Regions from separate parts of the Oryctolagus cuniculus genome. Here region 2 is linked to region 1. The links are chromatin contacts, called in public Micro-C maps. All regions are on one chromosome and are shown on one strand. The core of a region is the stretch at or near the end of the contact, and the rest is flanking DNA. Distances in the headings are between cores, read along the strand shown.

The links. A called contact is a pair of places that touch in the nucleus more often than the background predicts.
Region 2: a Micro-C map of ear pinna shows a contact between it and region 1, with 6 times the contacts expected there. The contact joins the promoter of LDLRAD4 here to the enhancer-like site in region 1. A contact is called at or near these places in 4 of 6 Hi-C or Micro-C datasets (ear pinna, embryonic fibroblasts, liver and 1 more).

Annotation. Positions count from the first base shown.
Region 1 is chr10:70,119,653-70,125,866 of mOryCun1.1, reverse strand. LOC127492483 (translation initiation factor IF-2) reads right to left here. Exons shown (of 7, transcript XM_070049820.1): 2 at 6,171-6,214; 3 at 4,557-5,365. Among named protein-coding and RNA genes, the nearest start is that of LDLRAD4, 170 kb to the left of the region's middle. Within about 2 kb of position 3,881, at least 5 of the 8 cell types and tissues checked have an H3K27ac peak or open chromatin away from gene starts, as enhancers often do. A contact at or near this core is called in ear pinna, where this site is marked.
Region 2 is chr10:70,287,957-70,294,170 of mOryCun1.1, reverse strand. It overlaps LDLRAD4 (low density lipoprotein receptor class A domain containing 4), which reads right to left and starts at 2,689. Exons shown (of 5, transcript XM_051852199.2): 1 at 2,395-2,689. The coding sequence starts at 2,434. It overlaps LOC127492483 (translation initiation factor IF-2), which reads right to left. Exons shown (of 7, transcript XM_070049820.1): 7 at 2,652-2,842. The coding sequence ends at 2,652.

The DNA.
Region 1 (6,214 bases), core at 2,632-5,131:
TCCCCTGCAGCTGCACACCCCGCAGGCCCCGGGTGAGCAGCGCGGCTGCAGAGGGTGTCTGCAGTGCAAGCGTGCTGCAGACAGCGGTAATTTATTTATCCCTGTCATGTAACATTAACAATCTGTCTGGAGCTTGGCAAGCACCAACTTGCACTGTCATATAAACTGTCTGACAAACTTAAAGTTTCGTAAATGCTTCTCTTTTTCCAGCAGACAATAAAGCATCATTTAAAAAAAAAATAAGAAGTTGTCATCTCTTCTATTCCCTTTTCTCTCTTCCTCTTCCAAGAAGAAAAAAAGAGGAAAAACAAAGAAAACCAAAAACAAAAGAAGCCATGCGAACAGAAAGGATCCCTCGGCAGGATTCTTAACCTTGGAAGTTCAACATTTTCCCAATACCAAGTAAATGAGTAAATAAATGCAGCGGAGAGAGAGGGGGAGGGGGAGGGGTGGTGGTGTGGGGGTCACTTGTGTGGGGCGGGGCGGGGGGGGTGCAGAGCAAAATCTGCAAAACAAAAGTACAGTCATTAAAAATTAATAAAGGGTGTGGACATCCAGCCCCCACCCCCTTCTGCTCGTGGGGATTCGAGCCAGACATTCTGCATCCTCATTAAGTGGAGTCTGGCAGGCTGCCGGAGTTTTAGTGGGTTCTGGGAATGCCAATATATTAACCAGAGGACTTTTTGCATACCCTTTAGAGTTTTTATTCTAGAAAAGTCAACCATTTGGCACGGTGGAGCCTTATTTTTGTCCGGGAAAGCTCTCAGCTGCCAATCATGGGAGAAATTATAGCTATGTTCTTCGTAATTTCCAAGACCTATCTGGAAAGCAAGCTTAGTGGAAAGAAAAAGTCCGCACAAAAACAGCTCAAAAGGCCAGAGGACCATTTTTAGTGGGAATTCAAAGAAAAGCAATGCACACTTAGATCACGTGGATACATGACAACAGAGACATTATTTTCAAGTCCTCCCGTGACAGAGGGAAAAATAATGACATGAATTGGGGATCTTAACCCCATATTTCTCCAGCAATTAATAGCACAGGTGCTTGCTTCTTTCCTTTGGTTGCCTAACAATGATGCAAGAAATGACACACACACACACACACACACACACACACCCCTCCCTAAAAGGTGGCAGGGCTTGTGGTCTGAATTCGCTAACAGAGGCAGAACCCCTACCTTCCTAATTTAAAACTCAAGATTCACCTTCCATGTGCACCCATAATATAGGTCAAGATGTAATTCTAGACTAACACAGCCCATGTAGGCAGAAAGTCACTTTGACACAGAAAATAATGGCTTCCAGGAGATTTCTCTGAGACCTAAAAAAGGAAGGAACAGAGACGAGGAGAGGAACAAAGAAAGGAAAGAGCAGTTGAGGATTACATAGCAATTCTGTCACTGTTCACATTTAATATCCATGTGCCTGCATAAATTATGTTAAATGTTTCTAAAAATTTTTTTCCAGGTTAAAACGGTATGCTCTTCCTTGGCAGATCTGCTTCTAGGGTTTATTTCTTCTCTCTTAACTCTGAAGACAGTTTCCTCACAGAGAAGGCTGGGTAAGCCTAGATTTGGACAAAGAGTGAGAAGAAACATGGCACAGGTGACCAGAAAAATGTGACCGGATCACCGGCGACAAGGATGCTCGATCAGAGCCCTGAGTGGCTCTAATTTTATGTGACACCTTTGGTGCACCACCACGGTGACCTGATGCTGGGTCAATGCAAAGGGGGCCAGAGCTCAGGGGTCTCTAGCCAGAAACTACTCCCACGGAGCCAAAGTCAGTCTCCGACTCTACATTCTCCTGGCAGGCTGGAGAGCCGCCCCTCTAGCAGCCAGGATGAAAGACAGCATCCCCCGAGCAGGCAAGGCTGCCTTGCCAGGCTGCTAAGTCAACCAAGACTACATACAGCACAGTCCCAAACTGTAAACACCTCTGCAGACAGGACCTTGCTCTCAGAAAACTATTCTTAAAACACTGTCAGCAGTTGGGAGAAAATAAATATTTGTCTATGTATGTATATACTTGGGTGTGTGTGGGGGGGTGAGGACTGTTGAATCTCAAATGATGTGCCAACAAATTGGCACAAAATCCCTTAATAAGCAGCTGGTCCTGGCTGGGCGCCACTGCAGGATTGTGGTCATGCAAACTGAGCCCACCGCCCCCCCCCCCCAAGGATTCAAGAGACAGCCTTGAAAAACTGCTGGGAAAAGTCTTCTCCAAGGCAAACGCAAGCCGAGCCCAGGGAGACCCATGGCCAGGGAGGGCGAACCCTTCCAAGGGTAACAGCAGGATGTTAAGGAATTGGCAAGGTCTTTTAAAACAAGGGAGGGAAGGTAGCTACAATTCCATCACAGCAAATCCCTTATTGGCATTCGCAGTCTCAGCCCTGATTCCCAACAGTGTGTACAATGTCAACAGCAAAGTGGAGCTCTTAAAAGAATTAAGCTTTCAGAGACCATGAGGCATTTACCCCCACGTTTTAAAATGCACCTGCTTGTGCAAGGGCCATCAAATGACATTTCAGGGGCTGATCATGAACCACATGTCGCAATTCAGTAGGTGCACATGGGTGACATTCAGATCTACTCATCTGCCTATGCAATCAATTCAGCTCAACACGAGGATCCTTTACTGCACACGAAAACTACAGTGGGAGAGAACTGTACAGAAAACGAAGGCAAGTTTACAGTAAACAATTTTAAGGAGCAAGGGAAGACTGAATCCTCATCTGCAGAGTGCAGACATGACTTAATGCAGTGCTAGTTGCTCCGTGTAGACTTTACAGAGCCTTCCCTGTAATTTAATACTCAGTGCCCAGGCTCCAGGGCAGACACAGACAGGAGAATGCCCTTCTTGGCCAGCCAAACTAGCAGAAAGGGCCATTTTTAAAGGGAAGTTTCCCAGCGCTGGCTCTGCGGGAAGGCGCCAACCTCCATGCCAGCCACGGAACCCTATTTTTAAGAGCCGGCGCTGTGCACACCATCTGTAGTCATCTCTGCTGCTCAGAACTTAGTGACAGAAGCTCTTGCAATCAACGTTCCACACAGCTAACCCCACCTTGCAGCCCACAACGTAGCACACAGTAGGTCTGCAGTAACTGTAAGGGAGGTTGAGAAACCAGCACTGGCTGACCTGCACCTGAGGGGTCCAGGGATAAGAATGTGGCAAAAATAATTAGAATGGGGGGCGGGGAGGTTAGAGGAAAAGAAGAGGAGCAAATCAAAATTATCCAATTCTAGCTAATTAAAAGATTCTTTGGGGAAAACAAAAATTAACGCTGGCTTCATGTGGCCCTTGCCATTCAGCACTCACTCCTGTGCCTGGTAGCAGCCCCCAGTTAGCTCTGCTCCCTTAAAGAGTCCTCTCCCAGTCCTGACAGGCGGACCCTCGGCCCTGCCAGGTAACCTGGAGACCAGGGCGCTCCCGGAAGCGCCTTCTCCAGGTGCCGCCCACCACCCCCAGCCCCACGCGTCCCCGTTGCCCTGAAAACCTCTGCCTCCTTGGGAAACCTCCTCCTTTTTCAAATGAAAAAAAAAAAAAAGTTTAAAAGCAGGCAAATGCCCTCCCCTCCGTCCTCGCGAAATTAGCCTCCACAGAGCCAACTGAGAGCCGCCCGCGTACTCACAGGGCGCGCCCCAGCCCCACTCCGGGCTGCGCACCGGGCAGGGGTCCGAGGAAGCCTCCTGGCGGCCGTGCGGGGCAGCAGACCCCGCAACAAGGCCAGTGCCGGCCCTGCCGAGTGCTCGTCGCTTCCTGTTTATTCCACGCTGAGGGTCACCGAGAAATGCAGCACACGCCTGCTTCCTGCGGGGCTCTGGACTCAGCCTGAGCACAGCAGCAGCCACCAAGACATCCACGTCCCAGCCAATGCAGGGAGCGCGGGCGGCCCCGCGACCGACGTCAACGCGTGCGGGGGCACCCGGCGGACGTCGGGCAAGGCGGGTCCGAGCGTCTGGGGAGTGTGGGGTGCAGGGGGCAGCACGCAGGGCGAGGATGCGGGCCGCTCGCGCCCCCTTCCTCCCTGCAAACTACCGGCAAGGTCCTGCGCGATCTTCCCGCTTCTCGCCGACCTCCAGTCCCCTTTCCCGCAGGGGTCCGCGAGCGGCCTAAAGGGGTGGCAACTGCCGGGGCAGCCCCGCGCACATCCTGGCTTCCAGTGCTGCAGAATTAGAGTCCTGCGACCTCGGGACGCCCGCGCCCAGGGCACCGGGAACAGAAAACGGGCTGGGGGTAAAGGTGGAGCGACACGACTGCTACAAGCACAAGCACCCCTCCCTGGGCGAGCGCCCCGGGGCACCGGCCGTGCCCACCCGCGACCCGGCGCACAGACCTCGCGCCCTTGTCTCCGGGGGACGCGCCGTGCTGGGAGGGTGCGTGGCGCCTGCCGCTCCCTCCGACCCCTCCGACGGCGCAGGCTCGCGGACGTCCCGTTCCCGGAGCGTCCAGTCCCCGCGTCCCCCGCCCCCTCGGCCACCGCTCCCGCCCGAGCGCGGTGGTGAACTTGGGCCAGCCGCCGCGACCACGGCAGCCAGCCGGGTCCGCACTCACCTGCGGCCGCCGCTCCGAGCGGGGCGGGGAGCGCCCGCAGTGCGGCTCGCGGGCCACCCGGCCCCGCCGGCCGCGGGGAGGGGCGCGGGGCGCGGACTGCGGCGGCGGGGGGCGCGGGCGGGCTGGCCGGGAGCGCAGCGCGCCGGGCTCTTTAAGAGCCGAGGACCTGACACCCGCGCCGCCCCCGCGCTCCCCGCCCCCTTGCACTTTCCCAGGGACTCGCAGGCTGTCTGGCGGCGGCGGTGGCGGCGGCTCCTCCCCGGCTCGCAGGGGATCCCCGGCCGGCCGCGGCGGCACGCGGGGCGGGCCGGGCCCACCGCGTTCGCGGGCTCGTCCCTCCGGTCCGGGTCCGCTGCCTGGGGGCGGGGGCCGAGGGAGCGGTGCCGCGGCCGTGCGGGGGAGGTAGCCGCCGCCCGCCGCCGTCTGTCTGCAGCCGGAACCGTGCGCGCCGAGGCTGCGTCTGTCGCCAACTCCTCCAGTCTCTCCCCTCCTCCTCCCCACTCCGCCGCGGGGACCCGGCGCGAGGCCAGGCCGCGGGGGGCGGGGGGCCGCCGCGGCGGAGGCGCGATGGGGGTCCCGGCGCGCCCGGCCCACACGCGCCCGGAGGCGGGGAGCGTGCGGGCGCCCAGGCTGCGGCCCCCGGCTCGCCGGGCTCGGGCTAGCGGGGCGCGCGCCGCCGCCGGCAGCCCCGGGAACTCCAGGCCACGCGGAGATTGCCGACAGCGCCCCCCGCAGGAGCCGACCTGGCGCCTGCGAGCCGGGGGCAGTCTCCGGGGACCGGGCCGGCGTGTCTGCCCCGCGCAGAGGGACTGCGGACACAGGCAGGAGGGCCACGGGACACGCAGCAGGGCGGGGGATCTCGGGAGACCTGCGAGGTCGCGCTCAGGATTCCGCCCTCAGGCTGGGAAGGAGACGGATGCTTCCTAGCGCGCTGTGCCCCCGTCTCCTTGAAGGGCCACTTGGGACTCGACTCCCCTTAACAATGCGCCCTTGTGTTCCGCACAACTGCCAGCACTGACACCAGCCCCTGCAGCCGTACTGGATGGGAGCTGGTGACTGCCCTAGCGTGTGAGAATGGTAACCCAATTGCATTACAGTCGCCGCAGTTAGTTCCCTCTGCCAAAACTAAACCTGCGGACTAACCAAAGTGCACGGGGCTTCACGGTCAACAGAGGTGCAGCTAATCAAAGTGGTAACAATTTTCACTTCTCTCAACCTCCCCCCAGATTTGCCCAGCTCTTGCATCCATCGTATCAGAGAGGAATCTGGAAACCTGTGATTCATTCCTCAGTGGCTTGATTTCGTGCGATGTCGGCTTTGTTCTGCATCTCTTGAGTTTGCTTCCTCCCTCCACTCCCGGTAATAATGGCTGTTGCGTTTTATCGGTGCTCATGGGTAATTTCATGATAGCAGCTAGTCTCTGCTGAGAGCTGTGTAGGAAGCGCTGCGTGCATTGTCTTGTTTGGTCCTCACAATAACTGGGAGCTTGTCTCCATTTTACAGAGGAGGAAGTGGAGGCTTCCGAAGATTTGGTCATTTGTCCCCAGACCACAGACAAGGGTCTGGCTAAACACGGAGCTGGGAGTTGAACCAGCAGACCACACTGCCACCTACCTTCGGCAGCTTGGACATCCAGCTCAGCCCAGTCACAACTGGCA
Region 2 (6,214 bases), core at 1,440-3,939, 170 kb before region 1:
GTAGGGAGGGGTGCGACAAAGAAGAACATGGTGCTCGGAGCTGGCTGCGATGAGCTCTGGACATCAACACAATTCTGATGTCTTTTATTCGGGCTTGAATATTCAAGAGCACTGCCTTGCCACCAAGAATTCTCCAGGCAGAACCTGGATTCTGATTATTTCCAACAGGGCCTCAGGTTGGCCTGGACAGAGTGCTGAGGACTGGACGTGGCCATCTCAGGGCTCAGAAGTCTGGGCTCTTCGAGGGATGGCCCAGCCACCTCCACCGGGCAGCCAGGTTCAGGTGGCTCTGATGGGCTGACCGCCCAGCCTGGCAGGAGCATCTGGAGTCCAGGGGAGGAGGTGACAACTGCAGGAAGTTTTCACCCCTGGGCTGGGGGCTGGGCAGGTCTCAGCTCTGAGCCCCGTCTGGCTAAGGTTCTCTTTGTTCCTGCCTCTCTTCCTCTGCTTGTTCCCCCGCCTCTCAAATCTGCTTTGCAGAGCTTCACTTGGGTGCCTCTTGATGCCTCTCCTCCCCAGCACCAACAGGAAGAGGCCTAGCAGCACACAGCCCGCCACCTCACAGAGGGGCTTCGTGTCACCACCCACCACCCAGAGGGGCCCTGCCAGGAAGACACAGCTCATGGGACCAAGACAGCCCAAGTGTACCCAATCTGGAGTCAGAGCACAGGGGTTCCATCCACAGTGGCTGGCAATCCAGAGATGGTGCCAAGAGCTCAACTTTCTCACGTGTCCTCTGAACCTACATGCAGTGAGGCCATTTTCATTGGGCCATAAGACCACCCTGCCCAGCACAGGTGTGCCAGCGTTGAGGCTCCTGTGTTTACAGAATTGAGAGCTCACCCCAGGGCCACAGGAAGGACCTGCACAGCTGGAGGGGAGGACCTGCATAGCCAGTACTGGGCCTGGCAGCCCAACTCCACGCTGCAAGGCCACACAGCAAGAAGCCAGGCCTAGCACTCCAGGGCTCTACACTTGACCAGCAGCTCAGAGAGGCACAGGAGACAAGTGTGGGATCGTCCTTATTTACAAACAGGCAAAAGGAGATAGATGGACAGGCATTGAAAGACCCATCGAAGAGCAGAGACTTAACTCCTGGAGAAGGCTGATTCCGGTCCCAGCCAGTGTGGCTCCCAAGTCTAATCTCACCCTCCTACCCCAGGTACCCCCACAACCTGGCCTATTTTCTCTCTCTCTCTGCAAAATTTGAAAAGCTGCCCACTTTAAGAACTCACAGGATCAGAGAAGACAGTCACTGCTCGTGACTATTTCTCCCATCTTTCCTGTGAAATAAAACACAAAAACACTGACACCAAGAAAGCCTCTTTGAGGCCAAGATGTTTGCCCTGGATTCCGAGAGGTTCCCCAACCTCACCGTTACTGGTCTGTAAACAGGGAGCCACAGGCTCAGGATTAAGTGGCTTCCTGGGAGGATAAGCAAATCAGACAAAAAGCCAGGAGTCAGATTCAAAAGCCTCCGTGCTGGGTACCAGCCAGGCTGGGTGGTTCCTTGCAAAGTGTGCAACCTGGCAGCCAGGGGCCAAACCAACAGCACACTGCCATGCCCAGCTTCCCACGAGCTTATTTATAAGAGCGGGGCAGAGTGAGTTCAGTCAAATTGCCCTCACCAGCCCCCACATTCACAAGAAGGGATCTGAGGAACACACCAATGCCAGGGAGGGAACGGTAACTTTTCCCTCAGAGACGTCACAGGAGAGTTTTGCTAAGAAACAAAAATCCAGGGCCGGCGCTGTGACACAGTCGGTTAACACCCTTGCCTGAAGTGCCAACATCCCATATGGACGCCGGTCAAGCCCCAGCCACTCCACTTCCCATCCAGCTCTATGCTATGGCCTGGGAAAGCAGTAGAGGAGGGCCCAAAGACTTGGGCCCCTGCACCCACGTGGGAGACCCGGAAGAAGCTCCTGGCTCCTGGCTTCGGATCAGCACAGCTCCGGCCGTTGTGGCCAAACAGGGAGTGAACCAGCGGATGGAAGACCTCTCTCTCTCTCTCTCTGCGTAACTGTGACTTTCGAATAAATAAATAAATTTAAAAAAAAAAGAAACAAAAATCCCCCATACCTGGCTCCACAATTTCCCCAGAGCACAGGGGCTTGGAGGAACTCTACACTTACTGCAGGATACTGGGTGTGTCCTATAACGCAAGCAAACAAGCCAGAATCATACAACATAAAACACTTCAATTTCCTATTTACAGAGAGAAGGAAAACGCACTACTGTTCTGTGGCAATCACAGCCACCGTGCAGCCTGAGCCCCTGATGCTGCGCAGCCTTCCGCTCCTAGGGTGCACACTCCTTGCAGGTGGTTGGTGCTTCCTTACAGACCTGCTAAGAGCTGGAACAAAGACTCCACTTAGGCACGTGGACGCTCACCTGTGAAAGCATTTGTGGCCTGAAAGCCAGCTTCCTGCATACTGCTCCCCAGACAAGCCCGTGCGCCGACTCTCAAGCTGTCCTTCGCGAGGGACCCGCCTGGCCGAGGCCTCAGGTCACTTCCATCTTAGCCTGTGCAAGTCCATCGCTCTGCCAGTCCGGCTCTGGGGAGCATCGGATGCCCACGTGCCCGGCTCCCGCGCCCTGCGAGCAGGCAGGACCTGGACGGCACGCAGTCCAGCGGTGCACGCAGTCCGTCAGCCGTCCAGCCAGAGCGTAGAGGCCATGGCGAGCCGGGGCGTGGAGAAGCTGTCCCGCGGAGACCTACTCCCCACCTCGGAACGAGGTCCTCTTCGGCCGCCGCGGCAGCCGGCACCCTCGGCAGTCACAGCGCCCAGGCAGCCCCGCCGCGTCTGATCAGCCGCTCCGCACTTCACCTCTCCCTTTGCTGAAATTGAAAAGAAAGAGGTCACTTTCCTGAGGACCTATAGGAGCATTAACGCCAGCAGAGCTAGAGAGGCCACAAAGACAAAGCCACTCAGAGCCATGCCCATGACCCCACCGATGGCACTGGGAGAGCTCTATGGGGGGGGGGGGGCCTCCACCTGCACCTCCACCTGCATTCCTCGGAGCCCCTAGGAGTCGCTGCAGCGAGCATAGAGTGAGAGTTCGCAGACACCCAGAAGAAACCCATCTCCTGAGCGGGTCCCGGAGTCTGGGGTGTGGACCCACCACCGTCAGCGCACCGGAAGGGAGAAATCGGGACTTCGACCCAGCAGTCTGTGAGAGTGACTCTTAAGAGGGGCGGGGGACAGAGGCCCACGTAGCTTTTTCAATGAGAGTGGGTGGGAAGGACAAAACAAATTTGATCTATAAATTGGTCCATATAGTGCATAACAGTGAAAACAGTTTAAAGAATACTTTTCAGATATTTTAATGTTTTATTTTAACGTCATATGTGAGGCAATGCTAACAAGAATGTGAGATGCTCAAAGACCTGGAGTTCTGAAACCAACCCTGAATATCAATCTCCTATACTGGGGAAAAGAAACCCTTTTTCCCTTGAAACTTCATCCTATTCACTTTATGCCCAATATTTTTCTAAGTTGATACTTTTTAAATGTCATCTATTTATCTGAAAGACTCAGAGAGTGTTCTCACCCACAGGGTCACTCCCTAAATGCCAGTTAACAAGCCCAAGCCTGGGCAAAGCTGGAAGCCAGAAATGCAATCCAGGGTTCCCGTGTGGCTGACAGGAACCCAGTCAGGTGAGCCATCCCCACCGCCTCCCAGGGTCTGCACCAGCAGGAAGCTGGAGTCAGGAGCCGGAGCCAAGTATCAAACCCTGGCACTTCAATACCGGGACATGAGCGTCTAAATCGCTCAGATGCTCCTGCTACAACACTCTGTAGAAAATGTAACTTTACTCCTCTTATTTATTGCTAAACTACAGAAAAGAAAAAGGACTTGAGTAAACAGACCCCATAGTAGAAAGAAACCCACTGTTAACACCTCCTGTTGCTGTAAACACAAGGTAATGAAGTAAAACATCACTGACATCGACTAATTATAAGGAATACCTTACAAATTAATAAAGCACCTTAATTACATTAAGATATTCAGTTAATAAGGAATAGCCCGGTAGGAGTCTTTAAGTTTAATGAATAGATGCAATTTTGTTTTAATTTAGAATCAATTATTTATGCAAATAGTGGTTCTGAAGTGCTTAAAAACGTGAGAAAACATTTTTCCTCAGAATTTAAACAGCCCATCTAAAACAACCAACACACACAGTATCTGAACCCCGAAGTCCTATACCAACTTCTACAGTGAACTGATCTAGTGCACATATTCACCAGTTTTAGGAAACAGAACGTATCCTGCCAGACAAAACAAGCGCCACCTACCCTAAAACTTTCATTTTTCTCTGTCCTTTTCTATGACGGTTTCCCTGCTAGAAATGCTAGATTTTTTTTAGTTCTCTTTCACTGAACTCAGAAGAATGAACTGCGATGAGACTTTTCAAATGCAGTTGTTTCATTCTGGGGTTTTTATTTTGTTCTGTTTCATTGCAGAAGTAAAGCTACCTTGCTGTTTTAAAAGTCAAGTTATCATAAGGAAACAAGCACAGAGAAAAGATATAACCCCATGGTTTGAGTTCCTGCTTTAGCCCCTTATCAGATATGTGGTTTGCAAGTATTTTTCCCCAAACACCTCAACAGCAAGAAAACAGCTTGATTTAAAAGTGAGCAAAGACCCTGAACAGACATTTCTCAAAAGAAGACTTATAAATGGCCAATGAAGAAATTTAAAAAAAAAAGGGGGGGGGGCTCAACTGTGTTAATTATCAGGGAAATGCAAATTAAAACCGTTGTTGAGATGTCTTCTCTGGTGGAATGGCTGTCATCCGAAGGATGAGCAGTAACAAGTGCTGGTGAGGATGCGGAGGAAAGGGAACCCCTGCACCCTGCTGTGGGGTCTAAATCGGTGCCCTCCTGGTGGAAGGCGGGATACCGCTTCCTCAGAAAGCTAAAGATAGAACTGCCGTAGGATCCAGCCACGTCATAGCCACAGGAATGGCAATCAGTGACAAGAAGACCTTGGCACCCCGCTGATCACCACGACACTTACCCACAACAGCCGAGCTATGGCAGCAGCCTCAGTGTCTGCCAGCGGATGGGTGAACAAGGAAAACGTGGGAATCCACATGAGGAATCCAGAGGACGTGACGCTCAGTGGAATGAGCCAAGCATCAGACTCTCTGACTTCACTTACGTGGAATTTTTAAAAGTTTATCTCATAGAAGCAGAGAGCAGAATGGAGGTTACCAGGGGCTGGGGTTCCCATTAGAGGTAGGAGGGAGGCTGCTGATGTCACCGCACCAATGGATGACTCGCCTGTGCCTCCGTGCACACTGACGCTCCTCAGGCAATTTAAAATGAAACTGTTAAGCACCCTCAGATGTTCTCTTCCCAACTGCCAACAACACAGATGTGATGCCCTTTCTAGACATAAACAACAACAAGGCGTGGGATGCCGGAACCTGCAGCCTGTGTTCTCTTCGGTGAGCTAGCCTGGCCAACAGGAATGGGTCAGAAGCCATCAGCGCTCGGGAGCACGTGTCAGGTGACTGACCCCCTGGCTGGGCAGAGACGGGCAAGCAGGACCCACAGGAAACACCAGCTACCAGCCTGGTCAGCAGACGCAACTTGGCTCTGCTTTTGATGGCACCCAGAGTTCAGTAGCCAACCCACAACCAGCACGGCCATGCTGTGTATCTTTGCAGGAAAGGTGAACAAAGTGCCTCATCTGATGGCCCTCCTGTCCTCTGAGCTCCATGCCTGCAGCTTGTGACACACCACCTGCTCTTCCAGGCTCAGCTCAAAGGACCCTCCACAGATGCCTCTGTGATGGTCCCCCAGAAATTGAGCCCCGCTAAGAGCCGGCTTCCTGCACTCCCTGTGGCTGCAGCTCCAGGCAGATGTCCTCTCCCACTAGACTGTAAGCACCACCAGGACAAGGACGGAGACTGGCCCTTGTGATTGTGCACTTCTCAGCTCCTAGGGCGTCACCTGGCACCTGGTAGGGGCTCAGTAAAAATGTCCTTCCTGGATGAACGGGTTAAGTGAATGAAGCCACTGTGTCAAGCTTCTCTCAGGACTACTGCCTGCGCCCAGCACGAGAGCAGAGGTTGCATGGAGAAGGTTCGGCGGACACCAACAAATAAAAGCCAGCTCCGGCGCTGAATTGATACGGGGCGTTTCTCAGGTTGGCTCCCCAGCTCTGCTGATCTCTGGTCCTCCGCTTACCGGGATGTCAT